3 separate regions of the Gossypium hirsutum genome follow, and regions 1 and 3 are each linked to region 2. Evidence: chromatin contacts called from public Hi-C data. All regions are on one chromosome and are shown on one strand. Each heading gives the region's core, a stretch centred on a gene start, on an enhancer-like site or on the middle of the called end of the contact. The rest is flanking DNA. Distances are from core to core; before and after follow the strand shown.

Region 1 (4,364 bases), core at 116-2,615, 140 kb after region 2:
CTTTTTGGCCTCTAGTTCAAATGAATGAGATAGAAGACCACCACTGCAGATAGCAAAGTTCTGCATTTTTATTAATCCAATCTAGGAATAACATATTAATAGAATTAAACAAAAGCAAAACTCACGCATCAAGTCTTTCCCATGACCGTGAAGTGTTGCCACTGACAATATCAAACATATCTTGAGGCCAGCTATCATCGAGGAGACTCACATCATATGCTGTCCTGAATCATTTTTTTCCCCAGAAAGATTATTCCTCAAGTAAGATAATATCCCGAAAACACAGAAGTGCAAGACAAATCTAGAAAAATTCACTTGTGAATTCGAAAAAACATCAAAAGAGGAAGAAATATACAAGGCTTCATACTACCACTGTAGAAGTTTCCAAAAATTTCAGCAATATTATTCAAGCATTATATTGGATCGTATAGAAAAACCAATCTCCAATTAGAATTGATGATCAAAGAGGTTAGATCAGGCTTTGCATGAATAATAAGAAGAAGAATAATTGAAAAACCATGAAATATGCAAAACCTTAGAGCAGAGAAAGTTATAAGCAAAAGAAAAAAAAGAAAAAAGCGTGCATATGTATATTCTCTAATCGCAAGGTTAAAAAGGAATGAAATTCCTATTAAAAGGATCGGATTTACAATTTCATTCCATTTCTCTCAGATCCAAATAACTGAAGAAAAAAAATGAAATTCGCTTCAAATCCACATATTTTCTCTTGAATCACCTCAAAAGAAAATGTGATCACTCTCATATTCAAATCAGCTACTTATCACGCAAAGCTTAAAAAGGAAATCGAAAGCTAAATAAAATAAAAATAAAAAAACAGCTCGAATTCAACTCAAAATTGAGGATGGATTCAAAATTTAGAAATTTCATCTCGAAGGAAAAATCATAGCTAAATCTGGATTGAAGTAAAGGGAAAGAAAAAGGAAAGAGAAACGCACGAGAAGCCTTGATTGTAGATGTCGATGGAGACAGAAACGCGTTCTGAACCTGATTTGAGTCTGGTCAACGATGCCTTCTTGTGAGCGACGATGAATGGGGCATCGCCTGTGGCGGTGGCTACTGATGCAAAGAAAATAAGAATCAATGCCTTCATCAGCGAATTTCTGATAAGCCTTGCCATAAGTGTGGCGTAGCTGATTTTTCTTTCTCCTGGTCTTTTAATTAGAATTTGAAATGGTGCTGAAGCGTTGAATAAACAAACAATGAGTAGGGTTCATGATATTGATATCGAGCTTACCAGGGACAACAAATCTGGTTCCTCTGGCGTACGTCACGACGTCGTTTCCCGTTTCATGATATTGAGTTGATCTTTTCAGTACTGTTTTATTTATTTTATTTCATTTACATTATATTTTATTTTACATGATATACTGTTATAAGTAGGATTTAAATATTAACATTCACTTTTTTTTTTACAATAAAATCTAAAATATAGATAATAAATTACATAAGGTATTAATAAAGATTAAATAATATTTATATTCACAAATATAAAATTTTAGCACTTTATTGTAATTATTATTTATAGTTTTAAAACTATTTTAATTTACATATTAATTCATCATTTACTTAATGCATTAAATAAAAAATGTTATTAATAAAATATTATTAAAGAACAAGTACAACCAATCGATTCATTCCACCTCCTACCGCCTTTGCTAAGCAATCAACAACCTTGTTACTTTCCTTTAAGACATGCTGAAGCTTAACTTGCCATTCTCTATTACACCACTCATGAACCAGCCAGACTTCCATTGTATTATTGTTTGCTACAAAGCCATTTATAATAATATCAATAAATAGGGTATTGTCACTTTCCACCTCAACCTGCTTGAAACCCCTCATCCATGTTAGCTTCAAGCCTTTTAGGATATCTTGAGTTTCGATTTTTAAGCTATCAGCCACACCTGTTACTAGTTCAAAACCCACCAACCACCCTCCGCTTGGTCCTCTGAATGCTGCTCCTATTGCCACCCTTGGTTTGCTTGTCAACATCAAGCCATCAATATTAATCATGACCTATCCCAGCTTAGGCCTTTGCCAACTATTTTTTTTCCTTTACTTGCATAACATTTGCTCCATATTGCCATTGTTTCCGAACGATCTTGCCCATGTCATAGCCGAAGCTATTAAATTCTAATTACTCTCGCTAGCATTGTTGAAGATAAAGTCATTATGGTTTTTCCAAAAGAACTAAGAGACTATTGCAAAAAATGTTGACCATTCGCCTCTATGAATTTTAATTCCTCTTTATTCGTGATATTCCAGTGAATCCATCTCTTAAGTGTTAAACTAAAGAAAAATTTCCAATTTTTCCTAGGAACCATTGTTTTCCAAATAGACTGAATAAAATCGTAGTCCCTCACCACATGAATTGTCGTTTCCACAGACCAACCATATTGTTTGCAAAAGGGAGTCAATGTCATACCTCTCCTTATACGTTCCTCGTTAGTTAAAAGTCTATTTCGAATAAACAGCCATAGAAAAAATCACACATTTTGAGGCGCCACAGCTCTCTAAATTAATCTATCATACCCAAACTCCTTGGTCCATTAGTCCTAAAAAGATACTTATATGTTTTTGCAAAGGAGAACTTCCTTGACGAAATCCACTGCCAAGAGATTTAATTAGAACCCAACTCCTTCAAAATTGTGTTGCAAGGACATATTCGGACAATAATATCTCTTGGTAGCATCGTAGATAACCATTCTGTATTCTATTCTCCTTCTAATGTCACTAGGTCACACACGCAAAGAGTTTCATCCAGGGGTTCATTACCAATATACTGTAGCTTTAACGGCCCCGAATCCCTTAACCAAGTATCATTCCAAAAATTTACCAAGCTACTATCATGGATAGTCCAAATGACGCCCTGTTTAACCTCATTCCAAACACTCGTAATTGATGGCCATATGAATGAACAGTTGCTTCAACATATACCCTTCGAGATGATTCCATGAACATTGTATTTATTACGTAGAACATGAACCCACAACTCCTCCGTGTTAGTGACCAAATTAAACCACAACTTCAAAAGAAAGAGATTGTTTTGGTCTTGCAACTTTTGAATCCCTAAGCCTCCATTCAGCATCATCATACAACAATCTTTCCCGCAAGTTAGCTTTTCAACTTCATTGTAGATCATGATTAGAATTTGCGTCGTAGCCATAAAATAATTATGAATCATAAGTAACACTAACTTTACCAATGTGAGACGGCCAAAAAGTGACAACTTAATAACATCCCACCTATTTAGCCGATTCTAAATTTTATTCAAAATAAATTGAAAAGTAATAGTCCCCACTTTGTTGTGAAAAAATGGCATACCAAGATATTTCCCCAAGTCATTAACTCTAGAGAAACCTAGCTTTCCACATATAACTGTTACTACTTCCTCAGACACATTGTAAGAGAAAAATAATTGAGTCTTTTGTCTATTAACTTTGTCGCCAGGGAAAAATAGAATTAATCTCGAACATGCTTTAGACAATCCGCTCCATTTCATTGGCTCTGCAAAAAAGCATTAGATCATCAGCATAAAATAGATGGACACACCTAGTTCTCTACATGATAGCATTAACAGTTCCTATCTTCCTTCTTCAATAGCTAATTCAATCAAGTGACCCAATCGTTCCATGCCAAGTACAAAAAGCTATGGAAAGAGCGGATCTCCCTGTCACACCACTCTAGTTGGCTTGAAACTCTTTGAAAGGGATCCATTCCAAAGCAATTACATTGCCAATGAAGAAGCACACTACATGATCATTATAACAAACAATTTTGGAAGCCTAGCATCACCAACAGAGTGTCATTTAAAAACTCCCATCGCACCCTATCATAAGCCTTCTCAAGATCTACCTTGATTGCCATTCAACCCTTTTTTCCCTTAGTATTCTTTATGGTGTGAGCCGCTTCCTGGGAAATGGTAATGTTTCGCAACAAAATGAAACTTGATTGATTCTGTTTTACCAACACCTGCATAGCTTGTTGAAGACGAATAACGATTGTCTTTGTAATAATTTTATACAAAATCGTACATAAGCTAATAAGCCTATATTAACTAATTAACTTTTCACCAATGTTTTTAGGAATAAGGACCAAGAGAGTTTTATTAAGTTTTGGATCCAAAGCTCTACCCAAAAAAAACATGTTGAACTATTTAAAAAACAATTCTTCCTACAATATCCCAATTTTCTTGGTAAATTTTGGCATGAAAACCATCCACACTCAACTCTTTGAGTTAAGCCATACTAAAAATAGAACGTCAAATCTCCTCCATATTGACCTTGGAAGATAGTTCACTAATGATATGAGATTCTAGATTCGAAAAACACCCCTTGACAGGA
Region 2 (4,260 bases), core at 758-3,257:
AAACAGGAATAACTGGTCCGCTTCACAATGTTCAACTCTTCCAGATTGGCATTGTGAAAAGAAAATCAGGGCCAAAAAACAGAATTGGCTGCGATACGACGTGCGATTGAAGAATTGTCACATGCAATCTAGCTAGGCAGATCTTGTGGCAACCTAGCATAAATTGCACATGACAATTCTTCAAGGCATGTCTTATTGCAGCCAATATTGTTTCTTGACCCTGATTTCCTGTTCCTTGACCTCTAATGTGTCTAACCATGGCTTAAAAGGCAAACCCAACTGTAAACACTAGAATCTAGTTAGGTTCTCATACCAAAATTGATGTCGTTTAGGGAGAAAACAACAGTAGTCAAAAGAAATAAGGCTGGAAAATGAGCTAGAAAGTTGGAACTCTAGAAAAGATAGGGAGTTTCTCACTTTTAATTTAAAGAAAATAATAAGCACAAAAATAATAAAGTTATTGGCTGTAAAGCTTACTGCTTATATATACTAGGTTTCTTGCATGTAAAGTTACTAAGCTTTCTTGTAAATAAAACTTTATTCGTAGCCCTAGATTTAAATTCTAAAAAAAACTAACAATCCTAGCCGTCTGTCATATGTTAATGAAAAATAAATAAATATATAATATAGTAATAAATAAATAAAAAGCTCCGGCACCACAGATGTTTCAAAAATATCACAAGAATAACTGCTCTGGCAGGTAGCATTTTATATAGCAAGTGGCTATGAATTGACGGCTAGAGTTAGCACTTTGAGCCAAGAATGATATTGCTTTACCACATAGGTAGTCAATGTTTCGTAACTTGATAGCCAATCCTTCTGAGAATACTTAGGAACAACTGCAAGGAGAGTCACCAGGTGTTCCGAAGTAATGATATCCTCTGGCTTCACTAGATTAGATAGATCACGAACAGCCAAGCTAAAATAGGCAGAAATAAATCAGCTATTAAACTAAAACATTCTGGCATATGCAACAATCAAGTGAAGCAGTAGTCACACCTTCCACTTTGCTTTCGGTTGATGGCATTAAGCTGCCCGCGCACATTGTTATACTCAGCAACACGAACCTAACATAATAAACAACACTTTAAAGCCCAAATTCCCATTCAACCTATTCGAGTAAAAAACCAACATGCATTATAAATAAGAAAATCCAGAAAAGGAATCACTACCTTGAGATCATCCTCAATCTTTGCCACTTGAGTGTGAATACCATCAACAATTTCCCTCAAAGGGGACATAATTGGGTACTTTGCTTCATCCCAAACAAACCTGCCATCAAATCACCAAAACCAAGTTGAATTGAAACCCATCATCCATAATACCCTATCAGATTTTTAACGAATGCCACATCCATTTATTGAAGTTAGGAAAATTTTTACCTGGTTAGATAAGAATCAACGGGCACTCCATCAACAGTGAGAGCATTGGTTTCCAAGCCAGATACCCTCTCCAGTTCCTCGATCTGCCTCCTGATCTTGTGGGAAACTCCTTCGATAAAGGTATTTGACTGCACATACATCGAAATCACCAAAAGAAAAGGAGGAAATAAAAGATTAAAACTCAAAACCAAATCAAGAGTGTCTAAATCAGAAGTTGATAAAAATTAATCTGAGGGCTTCGGTGTAATCATTAGAAAAAGAACAGATCTAAGGTAGACAAGAATTCGGTGAAGAAAAAGCAGAAAGAAAATAAATTGAGGAAGAATTGAATGAGTAAAAAGAGGGAAATTACTTTCAAGAGATCATCACTGAGAGCGAGTAGGGAATCAAGAGTTCCAACACGGAGATTGGGTATATTGAACTGCAATCAAAAGAGAAGGATTAGGAAATCAGATCTAATTGGGGGAGAGAGGAACAGAAAAGAAACAAGATAGATAGATACTCGGTAGAGAGGAGTGTCGAAGGAATGCTTGGAGATTTGATCCTGTAAGTTATTCCAAAGAGTGGAGGCTGAGCTCTGAACCGGAAGAGACACCACCCAGTATCTGCTCGCCATTGATGACACAAAGGTAAAATAATACAAAACAGAGAAACACAAAGACAGAGATTGAGGTCCAAAGGTTGCTTCTCGTGGCTACGGCAATAATAGGCCAACGTAAGGAAGTATCATAAAATCCACTATTATTTCCACTTCCACTTCCACTTTATCTCTCTTTTTTTCTTTTTTCTTTCCTCTTATTTTATTACGATAAAAAACCTATTTCTATTATTCAAAATACTTTTCAAAATTCAATTTAAGTCCCTCTCATCTTTTTACGAAACAAATATATTAATTAAAATATTAACTGTTGACATGGCCATTAAAACTCACTTAATTCACATCCACACCGATTCAAAATTTAGAAGAAAATAAAAAATCAAAATAATATTTTTAAAAGAGAATTCAAGTTATGATTGTCATGTTCATTCATCTATTTGTCTAAAATAATTTTAAAATTATAAAAAGAAAAGAAAATATTAAATTTAGTAAAAATTATAGAAAAAAATAAGGGTAAACTACAAAAATAGTCACCCCGCTATGCCTTTAGTTCTATTTTGGTCACCCAACTATTATTATTTTTTGATATAGTCATTTAACTTTTTGAAATTAAATATTTTAGTCACTCTTCATGATATGAGTGATGACGCCTTCTTTTTATTAGTTTAATAATAATTTATTCTTTAATATTTACACGTTCTAATAATTTAATCTTAAATTTAAAAAATTCAATCAACTCACCCATCAGTTAAAAAAGATTATCATTTTAATTCAAATTTTAAAATTCAATATAACTCTAATTGAAGAGGAAAATATTTTTAAAAAAAAAAAAAACTTCTATATCACCAAAAGGAAGATTCCGACAAAAATGTTGACTACCATTAATAAAAAAACATTATGATAATCAAACTAGAAAACCCAAATCTCATCTCCAAAAAGGAAGGTTAGAAGAAAACTAAAACCATAAAACTCTATTTAACTTTATGAACTATATTTTGTTGCTTTCCTTCATAATCATGAGTTTTTGCCTTCTTACCTTCAAGGTCTTGATCCACCACCATTGTTTACACTTTTTTCAAAATTCATTCTGTAAACTATAAACAACTTTATTGATTGTTTTTAAAATATTTTTTTAACTTTTAGAATTAGAATTAAATCAGTAAATTTTATAGATGTTAAAAGATTAAATTTGTTGAATTTTGTAAATTTAGGATCTAATTGATAGAATTTGTAAATATTGAAGGGCTAAATTTATTATTTGGCCAATAAAAAAGGCAACTAAAATATTTAATTTCAAAGAGTTGAGTGACTAAATTGAAAAAATTAATAGTTGAGTGATCAAAATAGAACTAAGGGCATAGTTGAATGACTACTTTTGTAGATTACTCAAAATATAAAAATATCATTATTGAGAAATGCTGGTGGAGGAAAACACCAAATATAAGGCAGCAATATTAATTAATGAAATGATAGATTAAAGCATCAATGCCTTCAACAATTTTCACACCAAACTACCAGAATCCTTTCAGACAAATCAAAATCCAGGACTGGTTGAGACAAAAACAAAAGCCCGTGTGTTTTTCTTTTTAAACAAAAATTAATAATTTTAGGAAATTCATTTTTTAAGGTGATTTTAAATTTGAATTTTAAAATATTTTTTTAAAAATTTTGAAATTTTTTATTTTGAGTACGACATTAACAATTAATATTGACATGAATTGACACATTATCATATGTTTTCCGACTCAACGACCTTTAACGACCATATCAGTATTGCTATTATTTCTAAAGGTTAACGTTGGCAAAAGGATTTCACTTATCAAAATTATCAGTTCAGGAGTTTAATTTGGTGTAAATTTTATATATTATATATATTCACACTACAAACCAGTGCAGTGCAACAAAAATAAGCAAAACGCTCATTTGTTATCCCCAAAAAGAAAAAAGAAAAAAAAACTAAAAGGCTCACACACTTATTCATTTGTTATCCCCTATCCTCAGAAGCATTGCCTTCACAAATGACATGTCATTAGAGATTTCATGTTTCGAGTGCTGGTCTTGAATGTCCTACTGATGGTTGAGGTCCTACATTTGTTACGGATTCTCCATAGCTCATGTGAGCAGCATCGTGTAGCTTATATTTCGACCCATAGCTTGTGTGAGTAGGCCCATTTCACAGATCGTGTGAGCATTGATGTAAAGGAAATGTTATGGTTATATGTAAAGGTACACTTCGTGTTAGCTTTCTCGTGTATCCGATGTAATTCTAGATGGTTCAAT
Region 3 (4,612 bases), core at 93-2,592, 160 kb after region 2:
CTCTGTTGAGGCTATCTGTCCACACTATTTGACATTTGCAGATACTTGAGAATTGTAAAATAATGAGTTACACATAGGAGCTTTGCCATGGCACTGGCTTCACCTGACTACTTCTGCCACCGTACCATGGCACTAGCTCCGCCAATTTACCTTTGTTAGAGCCACCATTTCTTCAAAATAAGGAAAATACGCAAGTCACTCCGACAAAACAACTACCTACATATCTATAACTTGTACGGTGTCATATTCTCACCTAACAATGATATTCGAAGGGATCACGTGTTCCACTCTAGATAAGCCCTCTTTCACCTTAAGAAAGACAGGTTCATCTACTCTCAATCGTCTTCTCCATATGCTCCCCAAAGCCTCTAACTCTCACCTCATAAATTCTTTAGGTCTGCACCCAACAAGTTGAATTGTCTCTTATCACCATCACAATTTTCTCCATGCCACTTCCTTGTATCAATACTAAGTGCATAGCCAATGGGGGGCAAACAATGCCTTTGACCCCCTTGACTAAATAGCTAAATTATTTTTTTTTTCAAAACTAAAAGATTGATTTTAACTTTTGATTAAATAAAAAATATTTTAATTTTAATTTTTTGAAAATTAATAATTTAATTTAATCATTTTTAATAAAACATTTTCTAATTTTATTATTGTCAAATTTTAGAACATTATCTCGTTCAACTGACTGACTTTACTTTCATGAGCGTCATACATAAAGGTGTCCAAATAGTTAACCGTTCAATTAACCAAATTAAACTAGTATTAACCGAATTAATTGAATTTTTAATTATTTACCTGTTAATCAAACCAAAATTTTTTTAAAAAAATTTACCGAACCGAAATTTATATATTTTTATTTTATTTTTGGGTAAAACAAGTATAAAATATATAAAAAATAAATTAATATTATTCATTTGACCGAATTATACAAATTAACTAAATAAAAATTATATATAATTTATATTATTAATTATTAAGTTCGATTAATTACTCAATTTCAAACTGAACTAATCAATATCGAACTTCCAAATAACTATTAATTAATCTTCAACAGTATTAAATTAATTAATTTACCGATTGAATTAAATTAATTTTATGTGTCTAAATTTTAATCATACGACAAGTGTTGAACCTACACTGATGGCCCAAGAAAGAGGTTTTGATCTCATCCGAAAGCCAATTTGGCATCAAACATGGGGAGGGACACTTTCAGGCCAGCTAAGCAGAAAAAGTGATGATATTTATCGAAAGTGGACCCCCACTTGTCACCCTATCCTTCCCTCCTCCCATGCTTATCATGTTATTGCTATTTATATAAATACCATTTTACTTTAAAGAATCTTTATCCGTACACTAAAGGATACTCTGTGCCCTTAGCTCTACTTCTCACACTTTTCACTTTTATTATCTACTCCTCACGTTTTCCTTGTTTCTTCAAAATTCCAAGATCTCAACTTTTCCTTCAAAAGCTGCATTTTGTATTAACTAATGATGATGAGTAGGGTTCCGAAACCAAAGCCAAGAAGATCTACCATGTCCTTATGTCACTTCTGCAAATCAAAGCCGGCTGTTCTGTATTGCAGCGCTGACTCTGCAAGGCTCTGTTTGTTCTGTGACCAACAGGTCCACTCCGCCAATGCCCTCTCTCTTAAGCATGTTCGTTCACAGATCTGTGACGGCTGCAAAGCCAAACCAGCTTCTTTTCTTTGCTCCATCGATAACCTTATGCTCTGCCATGACTGTGATTGGAGCTCACATAGCAACAACAACAGCAGCAGCAGCAGCAGCAGCTCCTGTGTTTCGGCCATGCACGAGCGTGCTCCTGTTGAAGGTTTTTCAGGTCGTCCTTCGGTGGTTGAACTTGCTTCTCTTTTTGGTTTTGACTTAAAGCCAAAAGATTTGATGAACTTGATCCCTGGGTTTTCTTTATACGAGCGAGAACTAATGAATCTGGAAGATTTTATGGTCCCTGACGAAGAGAATTCTTGTGTTTCCTCTGCTTTGATTAGCTCTGTTAAGCTGGACCATGAGGTGTATAGGCAACTGGTTGATATGGGGAAGAGGGGTTTGGTGAGAGGAAGTGGTGATGGGGCTGAATTGGGACCAGGGACACCGCCTATTACAAGTGCTGAGCAAGAGAATTTTGCCAGTTTTGAAGTGGAAAATGGGTATGATGAAGAACAACTGCAGCAGCAAACCCCATTCACCTCTTTGCTAACGTTTCAAAGCGATGATGTCTTGAGACAAAATGATTATGTTGCTGAAGGAGAGCTTGTGTGGGACTGTAAGTCTTCTTATTTACCTTCCCAGGTATGTATCAAATATACATTATTTCACTAATTTAATCAAATTACCTACTTCCTTTTTTAAGTAAAGTTGATTTTTGTGTTGTACATGATATTTTTATGCAAGTTGCTAAAAGGAATAAATCTCACATTAAACCACCAATAATGCCAATTTATCAAGATTGTCTCTGTCATTTACTAATTACTGTTGTTTGTGTAGTTTTATAGTCTTTCTCAGCTGTTTTTTTTTTCAATCTGTGCTATTTTTAAGTGATTTTTTGTATGTATATCACAGTATTTTGAGGTCATACTTGATCTTATAGGCTAACCAATCTTATTAATACCAAGGATCCTGGCCTTGATTTGATTGGCTCTTTGTGATCATGCTGTGCCGCTAAAGTTGAATTGCATTGCTCAGTCAGCTCAGCAGCTAAAGGGGTTCCACATTATGAATTAATAAATGCTGATTTGACCTGGCCACTTTCAATGGTCGATATTAAACTTTTACCCTAATATTACTTTCATAGGCAGTAGCATCTTCATGCATAATGAAACTTATGAACCTTAATAATTTGCAGATTCACAGTAAAAAAAAAAAAGACAAAACCTTTATGTTCAAGCATGTTTAACGTGCGTGGTAATCATCAAAATCATTCTTTGTCACAAACTCAAGTGACACGTGTCTTTTCAGATATGGGATTTTCAATCAGAAAGGTCAAAAGATTGTGAAGAATCTGGTGCAGAAGATGCAGGTTTTGTTAAGGGATGGTCCTTTTTTAGAAATGTAAGTTGTTCTTAGTAATGTTTAACTTTGTTGATAAGGTTCATAATTGTCATCTGAACCATATGATATGTTATATTACTTGCCTCTGTGTTTTGTATTGCTTCAACTTTGGAAACTGTTGTATAGATCTAATGGCTGATTATGAACACTGCAGAATACCTGCAATGAAGCATTCTCGAGCTACAAACCGACAACCGAAGAGAGCAACAATGTGGTTGAGAGTCTTGAGACCCCAATATGTGATAGCACCAGATATGTCCAAGTGATGGAGCATCCTATTGTAGGCGGTAGTGAGGTAATGAATTATGAGGCAAAACCAAACGTTGACATAGAACCTTTGGCACAAAATAGAGACAATGCCATGTTACGCTACAAGGAGAAGAAGAAACATAGAAGGTAGAGTAGGACCAGGTCTTTTTACTTTGGTATTATTTTCTTTTATATTTCAATTGATGTGGTAAAACATAACATGGACAGATATGATAAGCAAATACGCTATGAGTCGAGGAAGACCAGGGCTGATACCAGAAAGAGATTCAAAGGTCGGTTTGTGAAGGCAAGTGAAGCACCAGATGTTAGAGTGTAACGCCTCCTTTTTTCTGTCTGTATATATGTATTCCCCTCGTAAAACATCAGCTTTCATAATTTATGGAATTTCTATTGCTGTAAGTTAAAATTTGTATGGAATCGCAGAGCTTTTTCTGGCTTGCATGGTCCTATATATTAACAGGGTAGTAATTAGTTATCAAAAAGCTTAAAAAATGTAGATACTTGTTTTTTTTTGTTATTAACGGTCTAATCAATAGTAGTTCCGCAAAATATTATTCCTTGCATGAGTATCTTTGGGAGCGACCTAGTTGGGAACAACTCCATGTTAGGAACCGACTTTACTTTCTTGGAATAACCTTGGAAGATTAGCAGGATTCCTAAATTATTTCAGTTTTGGGATGTCGTGGAGAGCATAACTTGGAAGCTCAAATATAGAAACTATTAATGAACATACGTTAATATGTTTTCTCCTTATTTCTTTAATGAACAACCGTTGCACTGACACTTAAAAGGCCTTTCTTGCTAAAGTACTTCAAGTGGGTGCAACTTTCATTAATGTTGTTATACTTATTGTCTATTTAAGTTACTTTCTATTTTCTAATGTACAAGTAACCAATTTCAATCCCACTTCTTACCATTTTAGCACATTTATGCCTACCTTCTCTTCATAACTTCCTTTTTCAAGGCTTATAAATTGAAGTTTGAGTCTCGTTTGATGAGAGACTTTTGAAAAACTAACCATTCTAAAATTCTCTCAACAACTTTCTCTCTACAATCATAACAACCACTATAGCTTTGATTTTTCTCAACCCCTTATTGTGTCCATCACTGCCTACCTATGCACTTGTTTTCCAAAGCCTACTCCGATCTGTTGCTCTGCCATTTCTACATGATATCTCACTTTGTTAGATTGTAATGTCACCTCACCTTACCAAAAGAACTCTACATTTTGACAACTCCACATGGAAGGAGCAATTACATTTCG

What was found. Hi-C and Micro-C count contacts between places; a contact is called where the count stands out from the background.
Region 1: a Hi-C map of hypocotyl shows a contact between it and region 2, with 4 times the contacts expected there. The contact joins the promoter of LOC107948505 here to the promoter of LOC107948506 in region 2. A contact is called at or near these places in 9 of 34 Hi-C or Micro-C datasets (hypocotyl, leaf and seedling).
Region 3: a Hi-C map of leaf shows a contact between it and region 2, with 2.0 times the contacts expected there. The contact joins the promoter of LOC107948504 here to the promoter of LOC107948506 in region 2. A contact is called at or near these places in 5 of 34 Hi-C or Micro-C datasets (callus and leaf).

The regions. Positions count from the first base shown.
Region 1 is chrA05:82,564,392-82,568,755 of Gossypium_hirsutum_v2.1, forward strand. LOC107948505 (translocon-associated protein subunit beta) reads right to left here and starts at 1,366. Exons shown (of 6, transcript XM_016883078.2): 1 at 957-1,366; 2 at 126-224; 3 at 1-43. The coding sequence starts at 1,138. It overlaps LOC107947879, which reads right to left and starts at 2,034. Exons shown (of 1, transcript XM_016882386.1): 1 at 1,627-2,034. The coding sequence starts at 2,034. The coding sequence ends at 1,627.
Region 2 is chrA05:82,421,092-82,425,351 of Gossypium_hirsutum_v2.1, forward strand. LOC107948506 (V-type proton ATPase subunit C-like) reads right to left here and starts at 2,008. Exons shown (of 11, transcript NM_001327547.1): 1 at 1,885-2,008; 2 at 1,735-1,803; 3 at 1,383-1,510; 4 at 1,173-1,272; 5 at 1,000-1,067; 6 at 778-919. The coding sequence starts at 1,998.
Region 3 is chrA05:82,582,748-82,587,359 of Gossypium_hirsutum_v2.1, forward strand. LOC107948504 (zinc finger protein CONSTANS-LIKE 14) reads left to right here and starts at 1,343. Exons shown (of 4, transcript XM_016883077.2): 1 at 1,343-2,319; 2 at 2,986-3,078; 3 at 3,233-3,474; 4 at 3,556-3,785. The coding sequence starts at 1,498. The coding sequence ends at 3,664.